Regions from separate parts of the Mus musculus genome. Here regions 1, 2 and 3 are each linked to region 4. A link is a contact called in public HiChIP or PLAC-seq and promoter capture Hi-C data. All regions are on one chromosome and are shown on one strand. Each heading gives the region's core, a stretch centred on a gene start, on an enhancer-like site or on the middle of the called end of the contact. The rest is flanking DNA. Distances are from core to core; before and after follow the strand shown.

The links. Promoter capture Hi-C pulls out the DNA fragments that hold promoters and counts their contacts. HiChIP or PLAC-seq counts read pairs in DNA pulled down with a chosen protein or histone mark. Capture Hi-C pulls out chosen DNA fragments and counts their contacts.
Region 1: a contact with region 4 is called in a promoter capture Hi-C map of pre-B cells, with 2.5 times the contacts expected there. The contact joins the enhancer-like site here to the promoter of Gpx4 in region 4. A contact is called at or near these places in 5 of 39 promoter capture datasets (cranial neural crest, embryonic stem cells, frontonasal cranial neural crest and 2 more), 2 of 115 datasets of contacts at active chromatin or transcription factors (extraembryonic endoderm stem cells and pancreatic cancer cells) and 3 of 9 other capture datasets (adipose tissue, liver and pancreatic islet).
Region 2: a contact with region 4 is called in a FOXA1 HiChIP or PLAC-seq map of pancreatic cancer cells. The contact joins the promoter of Ndufs7 here to the promoter of Gpx4 in region 4. A contact is called at or near these places in 11 of 39 promoter capture datasets (the 3T3-L1 cell line, cranial neural crest, embryonic stem cells and 5 more), 11 of 484 Hi-C or Micro-C datasets (the C10 cell line, the C2C12 cell line, CD4 T cells and 8 more), 4 of 115 datasets of contacts at active chromatin or transcription factors (embryonic limb bud, embryonic stem cells and pancreatic cancer cells) and 3 of 9 other capture datasets (adipose tissue, liver and pancreatic islet).
Region 3: a promoter capture Hi-C map of liver shows a contact between it and region 4. The contact joins the promoter of Pwwp3a here to the promoter of Gpx4 in region 4. A contact is called at or near these places in 2 of 39 promoter capture datasets (both in liver), 2 of 484 Hi-C or Micro-C datasets (embryonic stem cells and muscle stem cells), 2 of 115 datasets of contacts at active chromatin or transcription factors (embryonic stem cells and pancreatic cancer cells) and 3 of 9 other capture datasets (adipose tissue, liver and pancreatic islet).

The regions. Positions count from the first base shown.
Region 1 is chr10:79,801,082-79,803,880 of GRCm38.p6, forward strand. All of the region lies in intron 1 of Palm (paralemmin), which reads left to right. Gm40713 (a long non-coding RNA gene) reads right to left here. Exons shown (of 4, transcript XR_871867.3): 2 at 843-1,401. Among named protein-coding and RNA genes, the nearest start is that of Gm40713, 4.6 kb to the right of the region's middle. Within about 2 kb of position 1,415, at least 100 of the 459 cell types and tissues checked have an H3K27ac peak or open chromatin away from gene starts, as enhancers often do. A contact at or near this core is called in adipose tissue and liver, where this site is marked.
Region 2 is chr10:80,248,186-80,250,885 of GRCm38.p6, forward strand. It overlaps Ndufs7 (NADH:ubiquinone oxidoreductase core subunit S7), which reads left to right and starts at 1,264. Exons shown (of 8, transcript NM_029272.4): 1 at 1,264-1,306. The coding sequence starts at 1,291. n-TFgaa3 (a tRNA gene) reads right to left here and starts at 851; the gene lies at 779-851. It overlaps n-TNgtt7 (a tRNA gene), which reads left to right and starts at 974; the gene lies at 974-1,047.
Region 3 is chr10:80,225,183-80,228,150 of GRCm38.p6, forward strand. Pwwp3a (PWWP domain containing 3A, DNA repair factor) reads left to right here and starts at 1,416. Exons shown (of 14, transcript NM_023431.5): 1 at 1,416-1,522.
Region 4 is chr10:80,052,028-80,055,065 of GRCm38.p6, forward strand. It overlaps Gpx4 (glutathione peroxidase 4), which reads left to right and starts at 1,538. Exons shown (of 7, transcript NM_008162.4): 1 at 1,538-1,688; 2 at 2,487-2,581; 3 at 2,673-2,817; 4 at 2,941-3,038. The coding sequence starts at 1,605.

The DNA.
Region 1 (2,799 bases), core at 165-2,664, 250 kb before region 4:
ATGATTGGGGTCACCCAACCCCCACCCAACATGCGGGACCGTATGAAAGTGTTGCAGTAGCAGGAAGGTTGAGACCCACCGCGCCACAACACCCCACTACCCCAAAATGAAGCTCCCACCGGCAGCAGTCACTCCACCCTAGGTCTTCAGCTTCCAGTCTCCGGATGGAGCCCCACACTGTGCAGGGGTGCGGCCGCTCCTGTCGTTCCGTCACTCCGTGCCGTGACATATGCTGAAGCTTTGCGCTTTTTGTTCTTTTTTTTTTTTTAAGATTTATTTATTTTATGTATGTGAGTACACTGTAGCTGAACAGATGGTTGTGAACCTTCATGTGGTTGTTGGGAATTGAATTTTTAGGACCCCTGCTCACTCCTCACTCCAGTCAACTCCGTTCGCTCCAGCCCAAAGATTTATTTATTATTATACATTGTAGCTGTCTTCAGACACGTCAGAAAAGGGCGTCAGATCTCATTACGGTTGGTTGTGAGCCACCATGTAGTTGCTGGGATTTGAACTCAGGACCTTCAGAAGAGCAGTCAGTGCTCTTACCCGCTGAGCCATTTTGCCAGCCTGCTCTTTTTGTTCTTATGGGACACAAAAAATGATGAAGTGTCATGAGTCATGGAGGTTAGGGCTAAGGAGTGTTTGAGCTGAGAATTAAGATGGTCAGGGGTGGCCTGGGTGAGATCTGGGGGAGGCAGAATGGCAAGCACCAAGGTTCAGGGGACACAGCAGGCTCCAGATGTTTGAGGATCGCTCCTGGAAGTGTTGGGGGGGGGGGGGAACGACGTGTCTGTGGAAACTGATCTCTGCATTAGAATATGCCTGAGTTTTCATTTCACCTGTGAGGATCCAGGGCAGGGTCCAGCTTCTCATCCAACCACAGGTTAGTGGCCAAAGTCTCCATTCCCCTGGCATGGGCCTGCCCTGCTGGGAGATGACTGAGTCTCCCCTCCAGCCTGAGGAGACTCCCTGCAGAGCTCCCTGGGGGAAGAGGCTGTGCCCAGCTTATCTTGGGGGATGGAAAGGCTGGAGCTGATGAAAAGAAGGGAAAGCCAGCCTAAGGGATAGGGTTAGGTTAGGGTTTAGAGCCTGGGGTGGTGGTGGTGGTGGTTTGCGTGTTTCTAAATGTGTCAAATAGTAAGAGCCCAGGAGACACGGGGTGCTCCGAGGGGAGGGGGTGCCAGACAGGTGGATTGGGCAACCCCACACTGGAGGCTTCAGTGGGGGAAGGGCTGCCCTGTCAGTCCCCACTCATCACCGCCCCCTCCCCTCCCGGCCAAGGTTACCATCAGCGCTTTCCTTTCATTTAGCTTCAGGAATGTTCTGGGCACTGGGCTCCATGCCTGACCAGCTTGATCCCTCTCATTGCTGCCCTGCCGGACACTGGAGCTGCCCAGGCTGTGGAAGGAGAAGCATGGTCAACACCCCCTGTGCCCCTCCCCCACCCCATCCCTGCCTGAGCCGCCCTGGCCGCTGGGTGACCTTGGGCCTGTTGCATAACCTCTCTGGGCCTTGCAAAAACAAAACTGGAAGCCAAGGCTTGGGCTGGGCTGTCACTGGCTTCCCATTATCTCATCTGGAGCTGAATTATCTCAGGAGCTGGGAGATGAGGCCCTCCCTGGTCCTCAACCGCCCACACAAAGCAGCAAAGGAGCCCAGATCCCCCACTGGGTGCCCGAAAATAATCCCCAGAAGGTGCGACTCCTTGAGTGGCAGGCTGAATGGGCATGGGGTGCTCCGAGCTGGTGCCCACTGTCTCCATCTCCAGAGGCACCAGGACAGGCTCAGCAGAGACCACAAGTCACCTGGCTGGGGACACACAGCTGGCAGCACGCCATCTGTCTCACTAAAACTAAATGTCAGCTTCTCCATGCTTATACAAGACCTTTGTAGATATGGCCTCTATTTGGTGTTTCCCAGCCCCTACCCCAATCCAAAGGTCATCCCACGGGGGTTTCTCGCAGGGTGTGTGTAGCCCAGGCTGGCCTCAAGCTTACTGAAAGTTCCCTTGCTTAGCCTCCCAAGCACAGGGATGGTAGACATCCGCCACTGTGCCCCGCTCTATTTGCACACACACACACATATAAAATAAAACCTTTTTTGTTTTGGTTTGGTTTGTTTTTTGAGACATTGTTTCTCTTTCCCAGAACTTGCTCTGTAGACCAAGCTGGTCTCGAACTCAGAGATTTGCCTGCCTCTGGGGTGCTGGGATTAAAGGCTTTTGCCACTATGTCCCTGCTTATTTTTATTTTTATTTTTGGAGATAAGAGTCCCACATAGCCCAGGCTGCTTCCCAGCTCTCTGTGTAACTAGGGATGACCTTGAACTGACTCCCGGAACCCCATCCTCCTGAATGCGGGGATGACCTGGGCCTCTTACATGTTTGGAGCAACTCCCACCATCTCTACCTCAGCCCCAAAGTCTCTTTTCACTCTGTATTTTGATACCGGGTCACACCAAGTTTTTCAGGCTGGCTTTGAACTCACTATCCTCCTGCCTCAGTGTGTCTATTGCTGAAATCACAGGCTGCGCCTGTAGATATGATTTGGGCTTAATGATTTGCATATTTCTTCCCTCTTAACCTTCATTGCCTTGTCCGGACCCTTTCTAGGGAGATGTGTGGGCACGCCAAAACCAAAATAGGAGTAAAACGCCCTCTCCCCGCACCCCTTAAAGCTACTGGATGTCTCGCAGCCCCCTAGCACTGGGCCGGGGGTGGATGCTCAGCGCAGGCTCCACCTCCACACTCGGGGCCTCGCGTTGCCATGGGGACAGCGAGGTTGCCAGGGCGACCGC
Region 2 (2,700 bases), core at 14-2,513, 200 kb after region 4:
CCAAGGACTCCTAACTCTCCTGCCTCAACCTCCCCAGGGCTGGAATGACAGGCACGCCACACATGCCTTGTTTATGTGGTGCCGAGGTGGAACCAGGGTCTTCTGCGTGATAGGAGAGAGTGCTCACTAACCACCTACATTTATTCATTTTACTTTATTATTTTATGTGTGGGTGTTTTGACTGCATGCATGCCTGGTGCCTGGAGAGATCAAAAGAGCCATCAGAGACCCATGAATTGGAGTTTTAGAAGGTTATGGGATGCTGGGAATTGAATTCCCATTCTTTTGAAAGAGGAACCAATGCTCTGCTGAGCCATTTTAAAAAAATGTTACCTTTGGGAGGCAGAGGCAGGTGAATTTCTGAGTTCAAGGCCAGCCTGGTTTACAGAGTGAGTTCCAGGACAGCCAGGACTATACAGAGAAACCCTGTCTCGAAAAACCAAAAAAGAAAAAAAAAAAAAAGTTACTTAACAACATCATTACCAACAACAATAATAATTTTGGCTTTTTGAGAGGAAGAACTTGTCCTCGTACACATCCTCCTGCTTCTCTGGGGTGCTAGTCTGACAGGTGTGTAAACAATTCACCCCGATACTTTTACATTTCATAGTCAGTAATGGCTTTAGACCTATTAATTGGAAGAATGCAGGACTGATTGCTAATATGTAAATAGAACGTAAAAGTTCAACATTGGATTGGACTAATTCAAGACTGTGGTTCAAAACGAATCAAAAATCTCAAAAACGGAAGACAGGTTCATCAATGAGTTAAAAACACTTGCCGAAACCCGGGATCGAACCAGGGACCTTTAGATCTTCAGTCTAACGCTCTCCCAACTGAGCTATTTCGGCGACGCGCTGTTTGTCGGTAACACCCTCCCTCCGCCCCGTGCCATTGCTTTAGCGCGCAAGCGCACTTCACAATTTGTCTGTCAAACCTTGTAGGGTTATACTATAAGCAGCTGACTAATGTCGTCTCTGTGGCGCAATCGGTTAGCGCGTTCGGCTGTTAACCGAAAGGTTGGTGGTTCGAGCCCACCCAGGGACGACCACAGCGACTTTTTCATTCCCTAATACTGAATAAAGTGGAAGTTCTTTATTTTGTCGCTGTTTCCTGTTTGTCACAGGACGACCGTGGCGCACTCTGCGCGGACGCGACCACAGGTATAAAGCGGGTCAGAACCACTCGGCTTGTGGTGCGGGTTTCCGCTGGTGTCTATTTGGGCGTTGGACTAGAACCGGAACTCTTTGGAGGACGGACCGCAGAGGTTGTCTGAAGGCCGAGGCCAAGATGGCGGCGCTGGCGGGTGAGTGAAGCCCTTGCGGTCGGGAGAGTGGCGTAGTCCTGGGCTCCGAGCTGGCGCTGCGGGGACCTTGGAGCCCAAGCCTAGTGTTGAGAGGCGTTGGGACCGTAGAGACCTATAGGTCAGATCCCAGCCCTCGGTAATGTCGGTGTCTAGCATTAGGCCGAAGCATGTTTGAATTCACGTTACACAGTTCTGCATGGTCTACATAGCAAGTTGCAGGCCTCCTGCTATCGTCCCTGATTATAGTCGGGAACGCTGAGGCCTGTGTATCTTCCAACCTCAGGAAGCTGACTGCAGAAACCCGGCTGATGTCCCCGAAGCACAGAGTGGGACAGGGGAGAGGCCCAGGACACTTAGGCCACCCACCCGGTGGCTCTTTCCATCTCATCCCCAACCTGGACAGCTAGCAAGGGCCTCTAGAGCAGATGTCTTAGTTTCCCTGCCAAAGCTTTGGTGTCTTTCTCTTTATGTACAGGGATTAAACACCTGTGCAGTTTGGTAGACGTGAGCGACAGTTGCTAAGTGGAACCTCCCATCGCCTAGCAGGTTGCAGTGTTAACATAAGGAGTGGGAGAACTCAGGAAGTCGGGTCTAACTCCTTCTGTGTTTTGTTGTTGCTTTGAGACAGTGTCTGATGGGTCCTAGCTCAAACTCTATACTGTGGGTGATCTTGAAGGCTTCATCCGAATGCCTTCACTGCTAATGCTGGGATGGCAGGTGTGCACAGTCAAGCCCATTTATACAGCACCAGGGATGGAACTAAGAGCTTGGTGCATGCCAGGCAGGGACTCTGCCAACACAACTCCAGCCCCAAATGCCTGCTTTGGAGACAGGATCTCATGTATAAGAGGCTGACTTTGAACTCCTGATCCTCCAGGCTCTGACCCCAAATACTAGGATGACAGACTTACTACTATACCCAACATTATTTTTTCTTTTAAAGATAGGGTCTTCCTGTGTGGCCTAGAGTCATATCAAACTCATGTTCCTGCTACAGTCTCTCATTGCTGGGGTTACAGACCCCACCACTGTACCCAGCCCAGCTGTGATGTAGCCCCCTTGAAGAGTGGAGGGCTTGGTGATTCGTGGTGTTGACTGCTGGCGCCTGAATTCACTCAGGCTCAGCTGTGATCTTGCTGGTGACAGTTAATAGACCTTACTGTGGTCCTATTTGAAGGAGAAACTAACACCTTAGAGACAACAAGGAGGATGTTTGCTGTAAGGCATTGTACTGTACAGCTGTGATCCCATCCCTTGGGACGCTGAGGCAGGATGAGCCTAGCCTGGGCTATACTGGATCCCTGCTTCAAAAGAAGGGCACTAAGATTTCTGGGAGTTCCAGGCCGGCCATGGATACATAGTAATACCATTTTAAAAGGCAGGAAGAGGAGGAG
Region 3 (2,968 bases), core at 166-2,665, 170 kb after region 4:
ATCCCATGCATCCCACGGACACGCTCACACCACCCACTCACCCACATCCCCTCCACCACGCATAACCTCCAAGCTTATGCAGACCAGTAATGCTTGGTGGTGACAATGTGACAATCCTCACTTCAAGAGAATTACCTGAGAATCAGTGGCCTAGAACACACACACACTGCCCACTTTGGCCAGTGCTGTCAGGAGACCCTAGTACTGCCATCTAAGCTTCTGGGCCTGGGATTCCTGACCCCATGTCACTTGTGGCACAAGCCACCATCCTAATGACACCCAGGGTGCAGGCCCGTCATCTCACCTCTGTGGCCAACAACAACACTTGTTCTCCATCTGTAATAAGCACAGTAGAAAAACACTTAGGTTGGAGAGATGGCTCTTCCAGAGGATGGAGGTTCAAATCCCAGCACCCACGTGGCCCCTCACAACTTCCTGTAGTACTCCAAGATCTGATGGCTTCACACAGACATGCATGCAGGCAAACGCCAATGCGCATGAAATGGGAATAAGTAAACCATTTTAAAAAGGAAAAACAGTCATGAGAGACCAGGTCAGTGACATTGCTCAGGTGAGCAGCCTAACTGCCTTAGTTAAGAATTTGAGTGTGAACCTCACCTGCAGTGGTGGCACACGCCTTTAATCCCAGCATTTGGCAGGCAGAGGCAGGTAGAGTTTGAGGCCAGCCTGGTCTCTACAAAGTGAGTACCAGGACAGCCACAGCTATACAGAAAGATCCTGTCTCAAAAAAACAAAAACAAAAACATTTGTCGGCAGCCAAACTGGAAACTTCCAGTTCTAGAAAAGTCCATGGATACAGGTCCTGGATGCAGCCCCCCTCCCTCCCAGTCGCTGACTATGCTTGGGGACCTAGGTATGAGGCCATCTCACATTCTATTTTCCACTTCAGGACTTGGGCATCCTCACTGGATGGCTTTTTTTTTTTCCCACATAGGTGGGATAACTTCCTTCTGGGGTGGGAATCGGGTTACTTCGGAAGCTGGAAGGTACTAGAAGTCTGTGAGGAGCTCGTGAGGCCTTCGCCTTCCCAACCCCCCTCTGTCTTCGCATAGCTGCTCGCAGGCGGAAATCTGTCTGGAAAAAGGGCCCACTTTCCGTCTCAGGAACCATTGCAGGATGTAGGAAAACTGGGGCGTGGACTACGGGCTGAGGCGTGGTCTAGGGAGGCCGCCGCCGTCTGTGGGAGGGGCCATGATGTGAGCTCCATCTTCTTATTGGCCAGCAGCGGGGGGTGGGACTTGGAGCGGGCCTCCCGGTCTACCCTGCCTCGGGCCCAGGGGGAGCCCTCGCCGCGCACTCCACAAGTTGGGCAGGAGGGAAGGCGGTGGAGGGCGTGACCGATGGGCTGAGGCGTGGCCCGCAGGAGGTGGCGCGCTCTTGGGGGGCGGGGTCGAGGCGCAGGTACGCAGTTCCCATTGGGCGGCGGCGCGGGCGGGACTCGGCGCCGCTGTGAGGCAGGCCCCGCCCCTAGCCCGCGGGGATCTGCGCGGCGGCGGAGGCGGTGAGCGCGCGGGCTTGCGGCGGCGGTTGGCGGGCGGGCTTCCGCCGTTGGGACCGCCGCGGCCTGGTCGCTCAGGCTCGGACGCCGCGTCAGGCGGGCTGGGTGGGTGAGCCCGCTGCGGCCTGGGGAGGGCCGGGCGGGGTGCAGGCGGAGAGCCTGGGGAAGGGCGGCGGCTGGGCTGGACCAGCTGGGCCGCGTCCGGTTCTGCGCAGGGCCCACGTGCGGCCGAGGCCCCTGGGGGGCTGAGAACCTCGTTTCCTGGTGCAAACCCTGTGTTTCTGACCTAAGTCCCCTTCTCTGCAGCCTGAGCCCCATCCCTGCCGAGAGCCTCGTATTTCCGGCCTGATCCCTATCTTCTGCAGCCTGAACCCCGTATTTCCGGCCTTATATCTCTCTTCTGCAACCTGAGCCCCGAGTTTCCTACCTTATACCCCTTTTTTGCAGCCTGAACCCGTGTCCTTGCTAAGACCCCGAGTTTCCTGCTGGAGGCCCCTTATTGACCGGATACCTCGACCTCTGCAGTATCAACCCAACATTACACACATACACACACACACCCCGTGCCGCCTGAATCGTGAATTTACTGCTTGGTACCCTGTCTCAGCAGCCTGAATTTATGTCCTTGCTGAAAATTCTGGATTTCTTGCCTTATTTCTTCCCTTTGACCCCCTCTCTGCAGTCTAAGCCCCCAATTTGCTGCTCGAACCTTATCCCTGTTGTGAACTCTGAGTTTCATGTCAGAATCGCAGTCTCCGCGCCCAAACTCCCTCTAGCCTGACCTCCCATTCATTGCTGTAAACCCTATATTTCCTGCTGAACTCAAGTTTCTGCAGCTTGAATCTCAGTTCCTCTGTGAACCCCATCTTTGTTTCCCTACTGCAAACCCCACCTCTTTTACCTGACTCCTACCTGAACCTCTTTCTTTGCTATGGACATATTTGCTGCCCAAACCCCAGTCCTTGTTACCTGAGCCTCATCTTTTGTTGTCTGAGTTCCCATAACGCTGCAGAGCCCTTGTTATCTCCTGAAACCCCACCCTGCTTTAATGAACTCCCATCCTTGCTGGGAACCCTGTTCCCCCAACTCTGCTGCCTGTAATCCCTCTGGAAAACCTTTCCTGCTTCTACGATCCCTTCTACTACATAAACCCTTGTTTCTGCTGGTAGTTCCCTTGTTCCTGCCGTCCTTCCTGCTGCTTTGGTCCCCCTTCCCCCATCTTTCCATTTCTGTTCACAGCCCTGGCTGCTTCTGCCAGAACCCTGCATCTGTCCCTGTCCTTCCAGGGAATGGGGTATGTGGAGTGTGGTGTGTGCTGCAGCCACCCTTCAGGCCCGAGGCAGGGAGGGCTTGTGAGCTTTGCTGCTGCAGCATAGTTTGCGTGCAACCTTAAAGAGGGGATCTGTTAAATTTTATTTACAGAAAACAAGACATTTCCTCAAATTCCAG
Region 4 (3,038 bases), core at 288-2,787:
AATGTATCTGACACCCCAGATCATCTTAACCTTGGGGGGGGGGGTGTCTGCCCGTGGGGCGTGAGCTCCCTTGGACCCAGATCCCCGGGAGGGCTCCTGTCTCGCGGATGGCTTACTCCAGGGTTCAGAAAAAGAGGATTGAAGGGATTAGAGTCCAGGCGAGGGCGTGGACAGGCAGCTGAGCTGAGGAATGTCCTGAGTCACTCCTGTGACACGGGGAGGGCAAAGGGCCCAGTGCTGGGCTGAGAGCTGTGGGGGCTGGACAAGGCCATAGGTGAAGTTGCAGGAGGAACTGTTGGGCCTTCAGCTTCTCACTTAGGCCCCTAAGACCTGTGGCTTCTTTGATGTAGGCAGGGACCTCTGAGGACAATAGTAACTATTTATATGTCTCTTGCCACCTTGCTTTCCTGACACAGGGTTCACTGTAGCCTTGGCTGACCTGGAACTTGCTTACCAGACCAGGCTGCCCTCTAGGCTCCAAGGGCTGGGGCTAAGAGTGTGACCACTAGGCCCATCTCCATCTTGGTTTTGAGGCAGGTTCTCTCTCTGACCACGAGTACTTGGGTGACCTGACTTAGCTGCAGGGATGCTCCAGCCTCGGAATCGCAGGTTCTGGAATTACAAGAGCATCCTTGTGCACCAGATTGCGTGGGTGCTTCGATTGGGACATAGTCCTGTGTTTTCATGGCAATGGCTTTCTCACCAAGCCCTCTTATCACCCCCTCAAATCAACTTCACAGGAATCAATATCTACAGGTGACAAGATAGGGCCTGGTGTCATTGACCTATCTATCACCCTAGTACCTAGGAGTCTAAGGCAGGATTGCTGAGTTCTAAGACCGGCTGAACTGTAAAATTGGGGGTCGAGGGGGGGGGGAGAAGCTACATCTGGGGTTCGGGACTCAATGGGTTGAGAGCCCTCACTTGCATGCTGCAGGTTCTGGGTTCCATCCCTACACCTCATGGCAGCACACTTTTGCCATTCCATAGTTTAGGTTAGCCTGAGCTACAGGAGGCAACCTCTGATAAAGAAAATAGAAATGGAAGGGATGTGGGGATTGGCCGACACCGAGATCCCAGCACTCAGTAGGCTGAGGCTGGCGGTCCAGGGGTTCAAGGTCATCCTCTGCTATATAAACAGTCCAAGGCTAGCCTGGGTTACATGAGATTCTGTTTCCAGTAGAAAAAGGAGACTCCTGTACTTTCAAAGGGGCTCTTTAAGGGGATGACTTTGACACGCTTTCTATTCCCAGAGGTTCCCCAAAGCGCCCTGGCACCCTGCTCCGCTGCAGGCAACCTCGCGGATAACTGTCCACAGCCCTCCAACGCGTCGTCCGCGAGAACGCGGCTCCCGTTTCTCCCGCGTCCCTATCACTGGGCATGCGCAGTTGCTGATAACAACAAACTCGTAAGCCCAGCCCCGCCCAAGCCGTCCCTTCATTCAGGCTTCCCATTGGCTGCAGGGGCCTCGCGTCTTAGCGCAGGCGCATCTGACCAATAAGAGACGTCAGTGGGCGTGCCCGAGGGCGGGCAAGCCATACTCGGCCTCGCGCGTCCATTGGTCGGCTGCGTGAGGGGAGGAGCCGCTGGCTCCGGCCGCCGAGATGAGCTGGGGCCGTCTGAGCCGCTTACTTAAGCCAGCACTGCTGTGCGGGGCTCTGGCTGCGCCTGGTCTGGCAGGCACCATGGTGGGCTACTGGGAACTTGGAGGATCGCGGGTGGGGGCGGGGTTCGGAGTCGGGTCACCGTATCCAGGGTGGAGATCAGGGGTCGTGGGATCGGTTAGCTAGAGAAGGGGGCACCCAGGTGGGAAAGCGGAGCCTGATAGGCATCTCCGGGGTTGAACAAGGCTAGGCCTCGGCGCGGGAGGTCCTTGGGCGGTGAGAACCGGTGTCGGGGTCACCATAGCGGGCTCTGACCTGGTCACGCGCCCTGCCCGGCCTGGTGCGTCACAGTCGGCGGCGCCTTGGCTACCGGCTCTTTGTCCCCGCGCTGTGCTTGGGACGCACAGACCGGCGGGCATGGGCCGCGCGGCCGCCCGCAAGCGGGGACGCTGCAGACAGCGCGGCGGATCCCCGAGAGGCCGGCGACGCCGTGGACCTGGACGCCAAAGTCCTAGGAAACGCCCGGGCCCTCGGCGAAGGAAAGCGCGCGCGCGCCGCCGCAGGAGGGCGCGCCCTCGCCGGATGGAGCCCATTCCTGAACCTTTCAACCCGGGGCCTCTGCTGCAAGAGCCTCCCCAGTACTGCAACAGCTCCGAGTTCCTGGGCTTGGTGTGCGGCCAGGGATACCCCTGCCGTCCTCTTCCCTGGTAGCATATTCTAGGGGTGTCCACAGATCTTATCAGGACGACCTGAAAGGGGCGTACTTAATGGAAGGAACCTTGAGACTCCTCCACCTAGTGCCCCAGGACTTTCTTTCTTTGGCACCGGATTCTTCTCCCCTAGGGGACCTGGGTTAGGACACTCAGTTTTCCTGTTTTACAGTGTGCATCCCGCGATGATTGGCGCTGTGCGCGCTCCATGCACGAATTCTCAGCCAAGGACATCGACGGGCACATGGTCTGCCTGGATAAGTACAGGTGGGTTTCTAGTCATATGGGCGGTGTGCATGGCTGGTCTGAAAATGGGGATTTCCTGACTGGCTTCATTCCCACTCTTTCTCTCTCCCAGGGGTTTCGTGTGCATCGTCACCAACGTGGCCTCGCAATGAGGCAAAACTGACGTAAACTACACTCAGCTAGTCGATCTGCATGCCCGATATGCTGAGTGTGGTTTACGAATCCTGGCCTTCCCCTGCAACCAGTTTGGGAGGCAGGTGTGTGGCTGTTCCCCAGGCAATGCCCCTCATACGGGGTGGGGGTGGGGGGCTGTGTCAGTGTGTGTGTGTGTCTCAGTGTACAGTGTAGTGTATCTTCCAAGTAAATGTTGCTTCCTGCAGGAGCCAGGAAGTAATCAAGAAATCAAGGAGTTTGCAGCCGGCTACAACGTCAAGTTTGACATGTACAGCAAGATCTGTGTAAATGGGGACGATGCCCA